Regions from separate parts of the Capra hircus genome. Here region 1 is linked to region 2. The links are chromatin contacts, called in public Hi-C maps. All regions are on one chromosome and are shown on one strand. Each heading gives the region's core, a stretch centred on a gene start, on an enhancer-like site or on the middle of the called end of the contact. The rest is flanking DNA. Distances are from core to core; before and after follow the strand shown.

Region 1 (6,821 bases), core at 214-2,713, 62 kb after region 2:
AATGACACCAGCATCAGCAATGGCACCCCACTCCAGGACTCTTGCCTGGAAAATCCCATGGATGGAGGAGCCTGATGGGCTGCCGTCTATGGGGTCGCACGGAGTCAGACACAACTCAAGCAACTTAGCAGCAGCAGCAGCTACCACAACAAACACTGATGAAAGCTATGTTGGGCCAGACACTGTTCTAGGCACTACACACGTATCAATTCATTTGATCCAACAACAAGGGGGAAACTGAGGCACAGAGCAGCAACACCTGTCCCTCAAAAAGTCATCACACTGGGAACGCCTCTGTGAACCTCTTGCCACAAAAGATCACTACAGAGTAAGAATAAACCAAACATCAGATTTCCCCAAAGGTGGACGCTTCCTTGATTCATTTCCGGTGCCCTTGCTTTAATTTCAACCACAGTGACCAGATCATCGTCTGGGCAGGGTGCTGAGAGCATCAGTGGCAGGAAGGTGTGTGTGTGTATTGTGTTACAAGAGTCTTGTCTGACTCTTTGTGACCCCACGGACTGTGGCCCGCCAGGCTCCTGTATCCATGGGATTTCCCAGGAGAGAACACTGGAGTTGGTTGCCATTTCCTTCTCCAGGGGATCTTCCTGACCTGGGGATTGAACTCACAGCTCTTGTGTCTCCTGCATTGCAGGCAGATTCTTTACCACTAGCACCACCTGGGAAGCCCGAGGAGGGTGGCCAGTTCTAACTGCATCAGGAGGCATAGCCTGGGGGAGCCACCTTGGCCTTCTAATCGATGTGGGAGGATTACTCTGATATGAGCCTTGGGGCTACCAATAGCATTTATTAGAGAGTTGGCTGAGGCTGGGTGAGTCTCCATCTGTGGAGGGCTGAGGGCATCCCATCCCTCTCTAATGTTCCCTATTGTGTTATGATGATTGCCTTAATAAAAAGACATAAACAAGAAAGAGGCAAACATTTTAATATCAAAGAGAAGAAAGAGTGTGGGGAGGAAGGGATGGGTGAGGAAAGATGACAGTAGGAGGCGGTAAAATGTTTCAAAGATTCCCACGAAAAACTGAGAAAAGACTTTTGTCCTCAAAGGAACTCTTGGCAGGGTCCTGACCAGGCAGCCCAGGTGATTTGTTGGATGGGCTGAGTCCTCCTGGATTCTACTCCCAGCCTTGTCCCAGCTATGGGGAATGAGAGTGCCTCGGTTTCCCCAGGTGGTTATGAGAACAGATGAGCCCACGTGGCAAGGCGCGCTAGCTGTCTGTGTTAACTGATGGGTGGGCTCGTCTGCGTTCTGCTTGTGGGATGTTACTACGCTTACCCAGTTCTCAGTTGGCAGGCAAATGGAAAGGGTATAAATAGTCACCTCTCGGTTTCTCATCAATGCATTAAATGTGACTTGGCATCCTGCCCAGCCTCCCTCCTGGGGCAGTTGGTGGGCAAGGGCTGTTTTGCAGAGGTCTAGCGGGTGTCCAACCCCCAGCTGCCCTGTGACACACCAGGTGTTATCCCTCCCACCCCATGCCCGCCTTGGCACCAGCTCACACGGCCTCTCCAGGCCACTGCCTGTTTGTCTGGACTCAGCCGTCCAGCCCCAGCCTGCATTAGGTCAGTCTGTTCACAAACGGGTTCTGGGAAGGCTGTGCCAGGCGGCGGGTGGAGGGGAGGGGAGGGAGGGGCGGACGCGGCTGGTGAGAGCTGGGCTGTCCCAGGGCCTCCCTCCATTTCACTGCATCAACTTCTCAAAGGCTGAGCTCTCCCCTGGCTCTAGAGTGGGACCCTAAAGGCAGCAGATAGAGATTCTGAACCCATCTCTGGATTCAAGTCTCATTTTGCCCCACATGTGACCTAACACTCATCGCCTATCTTTTCATTGCCTCAATTTCCCCATCTGTAAAATGGAGATAATAACAGTGCCTACTCCATATGGTTGCTGGAAGGGTTAAATGGATATTATTATTATTATTATCATATTCTGATGTTCCAGACAGTGTCAGAGTGCATGTGTGCTAAGTCACTTCAGTCGTGTCCAGCTCTATGCGACCCTATGGACTGTAGCACGTCAGGCTCCTCTGTCCAAGGCACTCTCCAGGCAAGACTACTGGAGTGGCTTGCTGTGCCCTCCTCCAGGGAATCTTCCCAACCAGGGATTGAACCCACGTCTCTTATGTGTACCTGCATTGGCAGGCAGGTTCTTTACCGCTAGCGCCACCTGGGCAGCCCTAGTGTCAGAGTATCTGCTGTGAATAGGGTTGGCTATTTCCCACCAGACTAACTCAATCGGTAAAGAATCTGCCTGCAATGCAGGAGACTTGGGTTCAATTCCTGGGTTGGGAAGATTCCCCTGGAGAAGGAAATGGCAACCCACTGCAGTGTTCTTGCCTGGAGAATCCCATGGAAGAGGAGCCTGGCGGGTTATAGTCCATGGGGTCCTAAGAGTCAGGCAAGACTGAATGACTAACACTTTCCCTTTTTTTTTTTTTTTCACCAGACTAGGTAAGTCATTAAGAGCAAAACCTTTGGCGCCAACCTGGCTGGGTTCAACTCCCAGCCCCAGCATTTATTACCTGTGTATTACCTGTTACCTTTACCATTATTATTTATTTCAGGCAGGGCTGGTCTTTGTTGCTGCTTGGCTTTTCTCTATTTGCAGCAAATGGGGCCTGCTCTATTGCAGTGCGTGAGCTTCTCACTGCAGCGGCTTCTTTCATTGCAGAGCCCAGGCCCGAGGACACACAGGCTCAGTGGTTGTGGCTCCAGGGTTCTAGAGCACAGCCTCAACAGTTGTGGTGCACAAGTTTAGTCACTCCACCACATGTGGAATCGTACCAGATCAGGGATCAAACCCATGTCTCCTGCATTGGTGGGCGGATTCTTTACCACTGAGCCACCACGGAAGCTCCCCTATGTACCCTTAGATATGGATCTTAACCTCTCTGTGCCTCAGTTCCCTCATCTATAAAATGGGGACGATGATTATGCCTTTAGAGTATGGTGAGGAGTGATAAATTAAACTTGCCAAGTTCTTAGAACGCTGTCTGGCACACAGTGAGAGCTCCATTGTTGCCGTTGTTACTGGAGGTCTGCTCTCTTCCCATCGGGGTGGCTGAGCTGCTGTGATATGATCCTGGAGCAGCCCTCATCTCTTCTAAGGAAGCATTGCTTGAGGATTAAGGCAACACAATAAAAGGGTAGAATAGAGAGATGAAGGAAGGTGATACTGGAGAACATTTTTGGAGCACCTGGATCTAACTGTGCCTGAAGCAAGACCTGCCCCTGGACTTCTTGATTCCAGTTCAGTTCAGTTCAGTTGCTCAGTTGTGTCCAACTCTTTGCAACCTCATGAACTGTAGCACGCCAGGCCTCCCTGTCCACCACCAACACCTGGAATTTACTCAAACTCATGTCCATTAAGTCGGTGATGCCATCTAACCATCTCATCCTCTGTTGTCCCCTTCTCCTCCTGCCTTCAATCTTTCCCAGCATCGGGGGCTTTTCAAATGAGTCAGCTCTTCACATCAGGTGGCCAAAATATTGGAGTTTCAGCTTCAGTCCTTCCAAATGAACACCCAGGACTGATCTCCCTTAGAATGGACAGGTTGGATCTCCTTGCAGTCCAACAGACTCTCAAGAGTCTTCTCCAACACCACAGTTCAAAAGCATCAATTCTTCTGCGCTCAGCTTTCTTCACAGTCCAACTCTCACATCCATACATGGCCACAGGAAAAACCATAGCCTTGACTAGATGGACCTTTGTTGGCAAAGAAATGTCTCTGCTTTTTAATATGCTATCTAGGTTGGTCATAACTTTCCTTCCAAAGAGTAGGCATTTTTAAATTTCATGGCTGCAGTCACCATCTGCAGTGATTTTGGAGCCCAAGAAAATAAAGTCAGCTACTGTTTCCGCTGTTTTCCCGTCTATTTACCATGAAGTGATGGGACCAGATGCCATGATCTTAGTTTTCTGAATGTTGAGCTTTAAACCAACTTTTCATTCTCCTCTTTCATTTTCATCAAGAGGCTCTTTAGTTCTTCTTCACTTTCTGCCATAAGAGTGGTGTCATCTGCATATCTGAGGTTATTGATATTTCTCCTGGAAATCTTGATTCCAGCTTGTGCTTCTTCCAGCCCAGCGTTTCTCATGATGTACTCTGCATAGAAGTTAAATAAGCAGGGCGACAATATACAACCTTGACATACTCCTTTTCCTATTTGGAACCAATCTGTTGTTCCATGTCCAGTTCTAACTGTTGCTTCCTGACCTGCATACAGATTTCTCAAGAGGCAGGTCAGGTGGTCTGATATTCCCATCTCTTTCAGAATTTTCCGCAGTTTATTGTGATCCACATAGTCAAAGGCTTTGGCATAGTCCATAAAGCAGAAATAGATGTTTTTCTGGAACTCTCTTGCTTTTTCCATGATCCAGCAGATGTTGGCAATTTGATCTCTGGTTCCTCTGCTTTTTCTAAAACCAGCTTGAACATCTGGAAGTTCACGCTTCATGTATTGCTGAAGCCTGGCTTAGAGAATTTTGAGCATTACTTTACTAGCATGTGAGATGAGTGCAATTGTGCGGCAGTTTGAGCATTCTTTGGCATTGCTTTTCTTTGGGATTGCAATGAAAACTGACCTTTTCCAGTCCTGTGGCCACTGCTGAGTTTTCCAAATTTGCTGGCATATTGAGTTCAGCACTTTCACAGCATCATCTTTCAGGATTTGAAACAGCTTAAGTGGAATTCCATCGCCTCCATTAGCTTTGTTCGTAGTGACACTTCCTAAGGCCCACTTGACTTCACATAGAACCAATAAATTCCTTCTTGGCTTAAACAACTTTGCTTGGATTTCTGTTAGAGCTAAATCTGTTCTAAGACAGAAAGTTGTTGGAGGGCTCAAATAACAGATTGGGAAGATATTAGAGGAAGCACGGAAGCTGAAGAGAGGACAGAAGTGGTACATCTTGAGAAGAGAAGGCTCTGTGGAAGCAGTGTGCATTCCAGATTAGAATCCCAGCTGTGTTACTTCCTGCCCTTGGTAGAGAGATTTCACAATGATTGTAATCCTTCACTGCTTTATGTACGCATTCTGTATGTGACTTTGTTAGTCTTCTCATCAGGAAATGTAGTCTATTCCCCCACCCCTTGAATCTGGGCTCGCCTTGTAGCTTGTTTTGGCCAACAGAACACGGTGAGGGTAATGCTGAACGTTCTGAGAGTTCTAAGGTTAGGTTTCCAGCTCTTGTTTGCTCTCTGAACTCTTGCTATGACCTTGTGAACAATCCGGGCTCACCTATGAGTGGATAAGAGATTGGAGGTTCTCCAGCCAAGTATCTTTTGTTCCCCAGAAGCAGAGCCATCTAGCCTCCAGAGCTGACCACAGATGCATGAATGAGTCCAGCTAAGACCTGAAGAAGCACCCATGTGAGCCCAGCCTATACTGGCAACCTACAGACTGGAGAGAGAAAGAAGCAATTGTTGTATTAAGCTACTGAGTTTTGGGTGGTTTCTCTTCTTTTAAAAAAATTTTTTTTTCATTTATTTTTTTTTGACTGCATTGGATCCTAGTTGCAGCATGCGGGATTTTCACTGTGGTGTCTGGGCTTATTTGCCCCCAGCATGTGGGATAGCAGTTCCTCGACTAGGGATCAAACCTGTGTTCCCTGTGTTGGAAGGAAGATTCTTAACCACTGGACCACCAGAGAAATCTCTTGGGTGGTATTATGTGGCAATAGATAACTGATAACTTGTCCAGGGGTCTTCCGCAAACCTGATCTTCAGGTTGCATGGCAAACCAAGGCCACCCTGTCCCAGTCCTGATCACGTGCTAGTTCTGAGCCTGGACCTCAAGAGGCCTTGCAGCTTCTAGTCACTTTCTTGGACCCCTGCCTCCACCTTGTGGACAAGCCTGGGTTGGTCTTCTAGAGAATGAGAGATCACATGGAGGAGAGCCCAGCTTCAATCATGCCCAGCTTCAACCAGCTGCTCCAGCTGATGGCACCTGGTCCAGCCTACAGACAGCCGACTCTTAAACATATGAGAGAGCTCAGCCAAAATCAGTAGCGCCAACCCTGGCCCACTGCTGATCAGAGAGTCATGAACAATCAATCCCAGCAGAGACCAGAACTACACAATTGGTTTGCAGACTTGTAAGCAATAATGAATGCCTACTATTTTAAATCTCTGACTTGGGAGTATTTTGTTTTGCAGCTGTAACTGATCCACTAACTTTCCATGGGCAAGTGAGTTCACCTCTCTGGCCCTCAGTTTCCTCCCATGAGAAACAGAAACCACTACATGCCTATCAAAATGGCCAAAGTCGAGAACACTGAATCATCGTTATATAAACTACGGACTTGGGATGATTATGGTGAGTCAGTGTAGGTGCATCAGTTGTAACAGATGAACCACACTGGTGGGAGATGCTGAAAATGGGGGAGGACATGCATGTGTGGGGCAGGGGTACCTATGGGACATCTCTGTACTTTGTGCTACTTTGCTGTGAACCTAAAACTGCTCTAAACCTTGTCTTTAAAAAATTGCCATAGGAAAAGGGAAAGGTAGAAAGAGGATAGCTAAAAGTGGAATATGGGGCATGTTGAGTCTTACACTGCACTTGGAGGTGTGGGAAGGAGTGGTATTTTTCCTGCTAGGTGATGAAAGTTCCTCATTGTCCAGTGGGCTACGTGGAGAGTGGCCGCTACTCTGTGCTCCACCCTGTGGGTTGCCCCTCCCTTACATGTAAGGAGCTCCTGCCAGTATTATCTTCTTCAGTGGACACCAGATCATGTCCCTACAATTATTCAACAGCCTCCCATGGCTCCCATCTCACTACAGTGAGTGAAAGTTGCT
Region 2 (6,543 bases), core at 159-2,658:
TGGTGGGCACTGGCCCCGAGGCTTCAAGGGACCAGCTCAGGTCCAGCTGCTCCCTCTGGTGGCAATGCTCAGCAGGACAGCCACCCTGCTCCAAACCCACAACCTCTCTTGCCCCTCCTGAAGTTAACTCCTTGAGTGCCCACCACCCACTAGGGGTAGGGAGTCAAACCGAGGAAAAAAAGAATGAGAATGCCACCCCTTTCTTTAATATTGACTCTGTACCACGCCCTGTCCTACCAGTTCATCTGTTAGCTCATGCTGCCTCACTACAACCCTCTGAGTCTGGGACGATCATACGGCTATTTTACAGAAGGAAATACTGAGGAAAGGGGTCCAGTCATTTGCGATCTAGGTTATATAACTGGGGCAAAACCAGGGAGCAAGCCCAGGCAGCCGGCTCCATGGCTTCTCTTCCTTTGGAGGTCAGAACCTATGGATATTGGCTGCTTTCATTTTGGACCAAGCTTTTTAGCAGTCTGGATAGATTCTATCCATTAAATAACAAAAGGAAATAAATGACCCTTGTTACTCAACAGTCAATGTGAAATAGCAGTAATAATGCTCAGTGAGAGCTTGCTGTGCATCAGTCTTGACACGAATTTACTCGGCTCTCCACCCACCCACCCCCCTCCTGCCAACAGCCCGTGAGGTGGGTAGTATTACTAACTCCCACTTTACAGATGGGAAAACTAAGGCATGAGGAGAACACAGCCTCTGTTGGCACTGCTACACACACCGAGAACCCTTGGAGGACAAGGGGCTTAGCAGCATCTGCTCTGGCAGGGCCACTCAGATCTGGGTCCCTAATCCTTAGTTTGCCCATCTGTCAAATGGGGCAATTGTGGCACCCACTTCTCAGATGTGTAGAGAATTCAGGGAGAGGATAGAGAGGGTTTAGAGCAAAGTGGGTACCCAACAGGTTGGGGTGAATTTTGGACCAAGTGCTTATCCAGCACCCAAGGAGCTCTGTGATTTGAGCAAGGCCCTTCAAATCTCTGGTACTTCAGATGTAAAACAAGGATGAGAAACTTCTTTACAGGGTCTATGAAAAGCTAAATAAAGAACTTAGGGCCAGGGACACAGAGTAAAGACAGACAGGCTTAAATCCATACTCACTGAGTTCTCAGCACAGCTGGGTTCTTACTCCTGTTTACGATGAGAAGAATCACAAGGATGATGATGGTGAGAGCTTTTTTTTTTTCTTTTTTGGATCACTTACTGTGTGCCAGACTTAACTGTGTTCTAAATGTTTTCCATGGGTCATTTCAGATCATCATCCGGACCTCCCTCTGAGTCGAATACACTTTTTATTTTCATTTTACAGAAGAAGAAACTGAGCCACAGGAAGTTAAGTCATTGGTACATCGCCAGCTAGAAGGTGGCAGGGCCTGTCCTCTTTGGAGCAGTGGGTTCTGAAGGGGAGGAAAACGGCGCACTGGCTAAAGCTAGCCAGGTGTCCCCTCCCTCCTGTCCCCCGACTCCTTACCACCCCTCCCCAAGGCTACACACACATTAGGGTTATCATTAACCAGGACTGCTGGTGACCCTGGAGTACAGGGCCATCGAGGTCAGAGGCTCAGACAGATGGGGATGAGGGAGCTTTTTGAAGCTGCCAGGGTCCTGTGAGGCCATGTGCACATGCGTGCATGTATGCATGTGTGTATTTGTGTGTGTGTGAGGGCCACTTGTGCCTGAGTGTGAGTACATCTACCTGCCGCTGATCTGCATCCTGCAGAGCGAGGTACCTGAGCCCAGGTCTCTTTCAGGCAGGGGCAATTTCTACCCTTAACCACCAGAGGGACCTTAGGAGAAGGATCTCCACTTTGCTAACACTTCCTTGGTTTGCAGATCTCTAAAATGGGGTTAATAATAAGACAAGGTTGGGTTCAAAGACCTCTGAGCCCGGCCCGGAGTGATACGTGTGGCCTTAGTGACGTCTCCTTTTTGTAGGATAGGAAACCGAGGCACGGAGTAGTCTCTTGGGCTGCTCGAGCTCTCACTCCACAGGGAATGGCAGCGTCCAGAGCTGATCCCCGATTTCTTGGTCACCAGAGCCTGTGAGCCCAGCCCACCCATGAGGATGCCAGGTGCGCTGTCCTCCACGGGGGCCTGGGGGGCCACAGGATCTCAGGGACAGGGTGCTTTGGGGCTAAACAGATCAACACAGGTTTGGTGCTGTCTCCGAGTGTGTGACCACAGTGTGTCAGTCTGTACATGTCACTGTGTGGCCAGCAGTGTGCCTGTTTGCCCATGTGTGAGGATGTGAACACAAGCATCTGTGTGTGTGTGTCTGTTTTTATGGTTATGAAACCACAGCGTGGCTGCTTGTATGGCTGTGTCCTTGACTGTTTCTGCTTCTCTGTGAACCCACATAAATATGTGTGTGTGTGTGTGTGTGTGTGTGTGTGTACAAATGGACGCAGTTTGTGTGCCTTCACATGCCTGAGATTGTGTAGGAGTGCTGACCTTAAGCCCGGTGACCTTAAGCCCAGGCTGGGCCCAGTTCCTAGGAAGCAGTGCAGAAAATAATTGGCACCCACCCTCTCACCCTAGCTCAGAAGCTGTAATGTGGCTTTGAAGGTATTCAAGTGCGTGCGCATTGGTGTATTTCTGTACGGACAGTGTGTTATCTTTGGGACCATTTGTAAGTGTGCTTAAAGCTCTGTGTCCAGCTGGGTCTTTGATTGTGTCTCCATACGGGCACCAGCTTGGTGCATATGTATGTGTTGTGTGTGTATACAGATGTGTCTGTCCTGATGTTTTGTGACTGGTGTAAGAAGTGCTGGTGTGTGTATGTGTCTTTGGGCTTCTCCCTGGGTGTGTAATTCTGAGTTTGTATTTATGTACATGCATGTATTTGTCTTGTTTTGTGCCTGTTTATCTGGGTCTTTGGGTTTCTGTGTGTATGTGTGTGTGTGTGTGTGTGTGTGTGTGTGTGTGTGTGTGTACCCATGTGAGTCCTCATAGTCAGCAGCAGACAACTTACTCACACACTGAAATGCCCCTCAGACAGCCCTGTGGTGCTGATGAGGGCCTTGGAGGGCACCGGGGTCAAGGGTCAGTGGACTCCTAAGCTCTTAGGCCATGTGACCTTAAGCCCAGGCTGGGCCCAGTTCCTAGGGTGCAGCACAGAAAATCATTGACACCCCCTCTCACCCTAGCTCAGAAGCTCTCTGAGCAGTTTGTGAGGCTGGTGTGTGTGTGTGTGTGTGCGTGTGTGTGTGTGTGTGCGTGTGTGTGTGTGTGTGTGTGCATGCCTGCCTGTAATCCAGCCTGCCTGCCAGCACCTCCTCTCCCCAGCTTTCCCCATCGCTGACTGCCTACTGTTCCTCCTTCCGAGCTGAGAGAGTTAACCTAGCGGGCCAGGGCGGTCTGGGCTGGGGGCCGCCCCCTGGCCCCCCTCCAGCCCGGCTCCAGTTACAGCCTCGGGTTGGGGAGGGTAGGGGTGGGGTGGGGCTGGGAGGGGAGACCGCTGAGGGCAGCGCGGCCAGCTCTGGGCCAGGGGGTCCAAAGTGCTCGGCCCCGGGGCACAGCCGGACGTTTGGGGGCCTTCTTTCGGCAGGGGACAGTCTGACTGGGGTGAGCGTCCCCCGCCCCTCCCCTCCAGGGCCTCACCCCTGGCCTGGCTGGGCCGCCTATTTTGGGAGCAGGAGCCGCTTCCCAGGCAAGCCAGACCCAAGAGGAAGGGAGTGTGGTTGGGACGTTGGGGTGGAAGTGTGGGTGCAGCTCCGCCCTGCCTCTGCTGTGGTGCGTGCACACTGGCTGGGTGTGGGTTTCGCATACTCGTGTGTAGGTCGGTTGCCTCACTGAGGGCACCGGAGGCCCAGATGGGGACTAATATGTGTGCCTGTGTCTCCACCCCATGCCTTGCTCCAACCAGAAGTTTGGGGAGCGGGCGCCGTCCCCATTGCAGCCCCACTGTGTGTCTGTATGCATTGCGCATGCGTGCATCGTCCCCACCCCTGGCATCTGTCTTCTATCTCAGTCCCACCAGCCTGAGCCTCATGTCACTTGCCTGGTGCTGTCCGCTGGTGAAAGATGTCACCCAGAGGCAGGCCAGGGGATGTTTTCCCTGTTCTCATTGCTTCCAGAAGAGGAGAAGGGGTGGCCTTTCCCACGGGGGCAGCTGGTGGCAGTGTGGCAGCCCGGCCTCACCCGGGCAGGGTTGTGCATGACCCCCAAGTGGGGGGAGGAAGGCTGTTGCCATGGTGGCCTGTGCGAGGCAAATTCCTCCAGGGTGAAGTGGGAGATATTTATACCCAGGGTCAGGCAGAGAGCGGGCCAGCGGCCGAGGGCAGGAGAGCCGGGCTATTACGGACACAGCGAGGCCGTGGTGTGCGGGCAGGTGGCCCTTGGGCGTTTCCTGGCTGTCTCATCCCTGGCAGTGTCTGTCTCTCCACCTGGGTGGGGTGAGGCATCTGCTCTCCCCTGCCAGGGTAGGTGCTGGGAACCCAGGGCCTGCAGTGGGGGAGGCCCCGGCCTGCGGGAGATCCTTGTGGACTGTGTGGGCCTCACCCCTGCCCTTGCTGCTGGGTGACCCCCTTTGTGTGGGTTGTTTTGGTGACGCTGTGTCCTGGTGAGGCAGGGGGTGCCTCTGTTTCTCAGGGTGACCAAGCCGGATGATAGATGCTTTTGGAATTAAGTCCCTGGACTGTCTCTGACTTAACCGCTTGGGTTCAGGCCCCAGTGGTGGGAGAATGAGAGCACGCATTTCCTGACCTTTGGTATTCCCCAGGACAATGGCATCTCTCAGCCACATCTTGGTTCTTTGTGTGGGTCTCCTTGCCATGGTCAACGCAGGTGAGTCTGGGGGAGGCAGCCCACTACCACCTCAGCCACAGGGGTGGCAAGGGTAGGGGAAAATTCTGCAAGAGAACCAAGCTAGAGCCTCCAGTCTGAACTGAGTCTCAGTGGGGTCTCACGTGGGGTCTAGTCACAGACTGGTATCTGGGGGAGGGGAGAGGATGCCCCAGGTCGGGCAAAGGGGGAGGGTGGGATGGAGGCCGGCTTCCCATGAACGATGGAATCATAGACAACCTGGAATGAGATGGAGAGCTGAGGCAGTCAGGTGCCTCCTGCCCTACTCCGGACAGTATAGAGAGGCAGCCAAGACCCAGAGAGGGTGGGCAGCCTACTCAGAGTCCAACAGTCCCCAGACTCCTGCCCCGAGAATGTAAAACTCCCACAGGGTCTCGTGATGCTGCTCTCTGTCCAGGGTCCCAGGAAGCATCCAACCCTGATTTCTTCTTCTCTTTCCAGAAGCACCACAGGAACACGACCCATTCACCTACGGTGAGGGAGGGGCATCTTTCTCTGGGTGCTAGGTGGTTAGCCTGCCCTCTTCTCATTCCTCCCCTCTCCCTACCTCTCTCTGTTTCTGTCTCCATCATTCTCTAGACTCTCGGTGTTTCTATCTTTGTCGTTCTCATTCTTTCTCTCTTGATTTGGCTCTCTGACTCTTTCTGTCTCGATCTCCCTTTGTGAGTCTCTGTCTCTCCATGTGGCCCCTCTGTCTCTCTGATTCTTTCTCCTCTTACCTCTTAGTATCCCACGGCCCATCCTCTGTTGCCACCTGCCTTTCTCCTCTCCCTGACCCCCTTTCCCTCTCCATCATTCTTCCTTACTCGATTGCTTCCTCCCTCCTCCTTGCCCTGTCCACCTCCTCCCTTTTCTCCCTGATCCCTTCTCCCACATCGCTCCGTCCTCCTCTCACTGATGTCCTTTCCTCTTCCCCATCCTCCCGCTTTGCCCCTTCCTCCCCATTCTGCCCCTTTCCTATCCTTCCTCCTCCCCTCCCTGCATTCACCCTCCTCCCTGCATTCACCGGCCTCCCTGCTGCCCACAGACTACCAATCCCTGCGGATCGGAGGCCTTATAATCGCCGGAATTCTCTTCATCCTGGGCATACTCATCGTCTTGAGTGAGTCCCCCTACCCTGCCTTCAGTCGCTTCCGGTGTCTGCCCCAGCCCTGCCCAACCTCCCGCTCCGCCTTCAGCCCCGCCCCATCTGTGCCCTTGGCCCCGCCTTTGTTTCTGTCCACCCAACTTTCCGCCCTCGGCCTCGCACCTGTTCTTCCCCTGCCCTCAGCCACGTCCCAGTTTCTGCCCTTCCCCCATTCCCGCCTCCGGCCCCGCCCCGTCCTTATCCTGCCTGCCCTCGGGCCCGCCCCGCCTCGATCCCCGCCCCGGCCCCGCCCCGGCCCCGCCCCGCCCCCGCCCCGGCCCCGCTTCTATCCCCGCTCCCGGCCCCGCCCCGTTCCTATCCCCGCCCTCGGCCCCGCCCCTGCCCCTGCCCCACCCTTATCCTCAGCCACTCCAGCCCGGGCAAGCGAGATCTGTGGCTCGCTGTGCGGCTTAGAGGGGAATCTCAGCGCACTCCTCTCCATGCCCCCACCCACAGGCAGAAGATGCCGGTGCAAATTCAACCAGCAGCAGAGGTAAGAAGCCTCTCTGGACCCTCATCTTCTCTCGCTCTAAAGGAGCGTTGGGGGTGAGGCCAGAAGTCCACTTGATCCACAGACCCGTCGGCAAATATGTATTAAA

What was found. A called contact is a pair of places that touch in the nucleus more often than the background predicts.
Region 1: a contact with region 2 is called in a Hi-C map of blood, with 2.5 times the contacts expected there. The contact joins the enhancer-like site here to the promoter of LGI4 in region 2. A contact is called at or near these places in 2 of 5 Hi-C or Micro-C datasets (both in blood).

Annotation. Positions count from the first base shown.
Region 1 is chr18:46,749,633-46,756,453 of ARS1.2, forward strand. No RefSeq gene overlaps it. Among named protein-coding and RNA genes, the nearest start is that of LSR, 40 kb to the right of the region's middle. Within about 2 kb of position 1,464, at least 2 of the 5 cell types and tissues checked have an H3K27ac peak or open chromatin away from gene starts, as enhancers often do.
Region 2 is chr18:46,688,026-46,694,568 of ARS1.2, forward strand. It overlaps LGI4 (leucine-rich repeat LGI family member 4), which reads right to left and starts at 1,409. Exons shown (of 9, transcript XM_018063356.1): 1 at 1,117-1,409. It overlaps FXYD1 (phospholemman), which reads left to right and starts at 1,960. Exons shown (of 7, transcript XM_018063399.1): 1 at 1,960-2,087; 2 at 4,736-4,800; 3 at 5,260-5,292; 4 at 5,846-5,920; 5 at 6,401-6,437. The coding sequence starts at 4,740.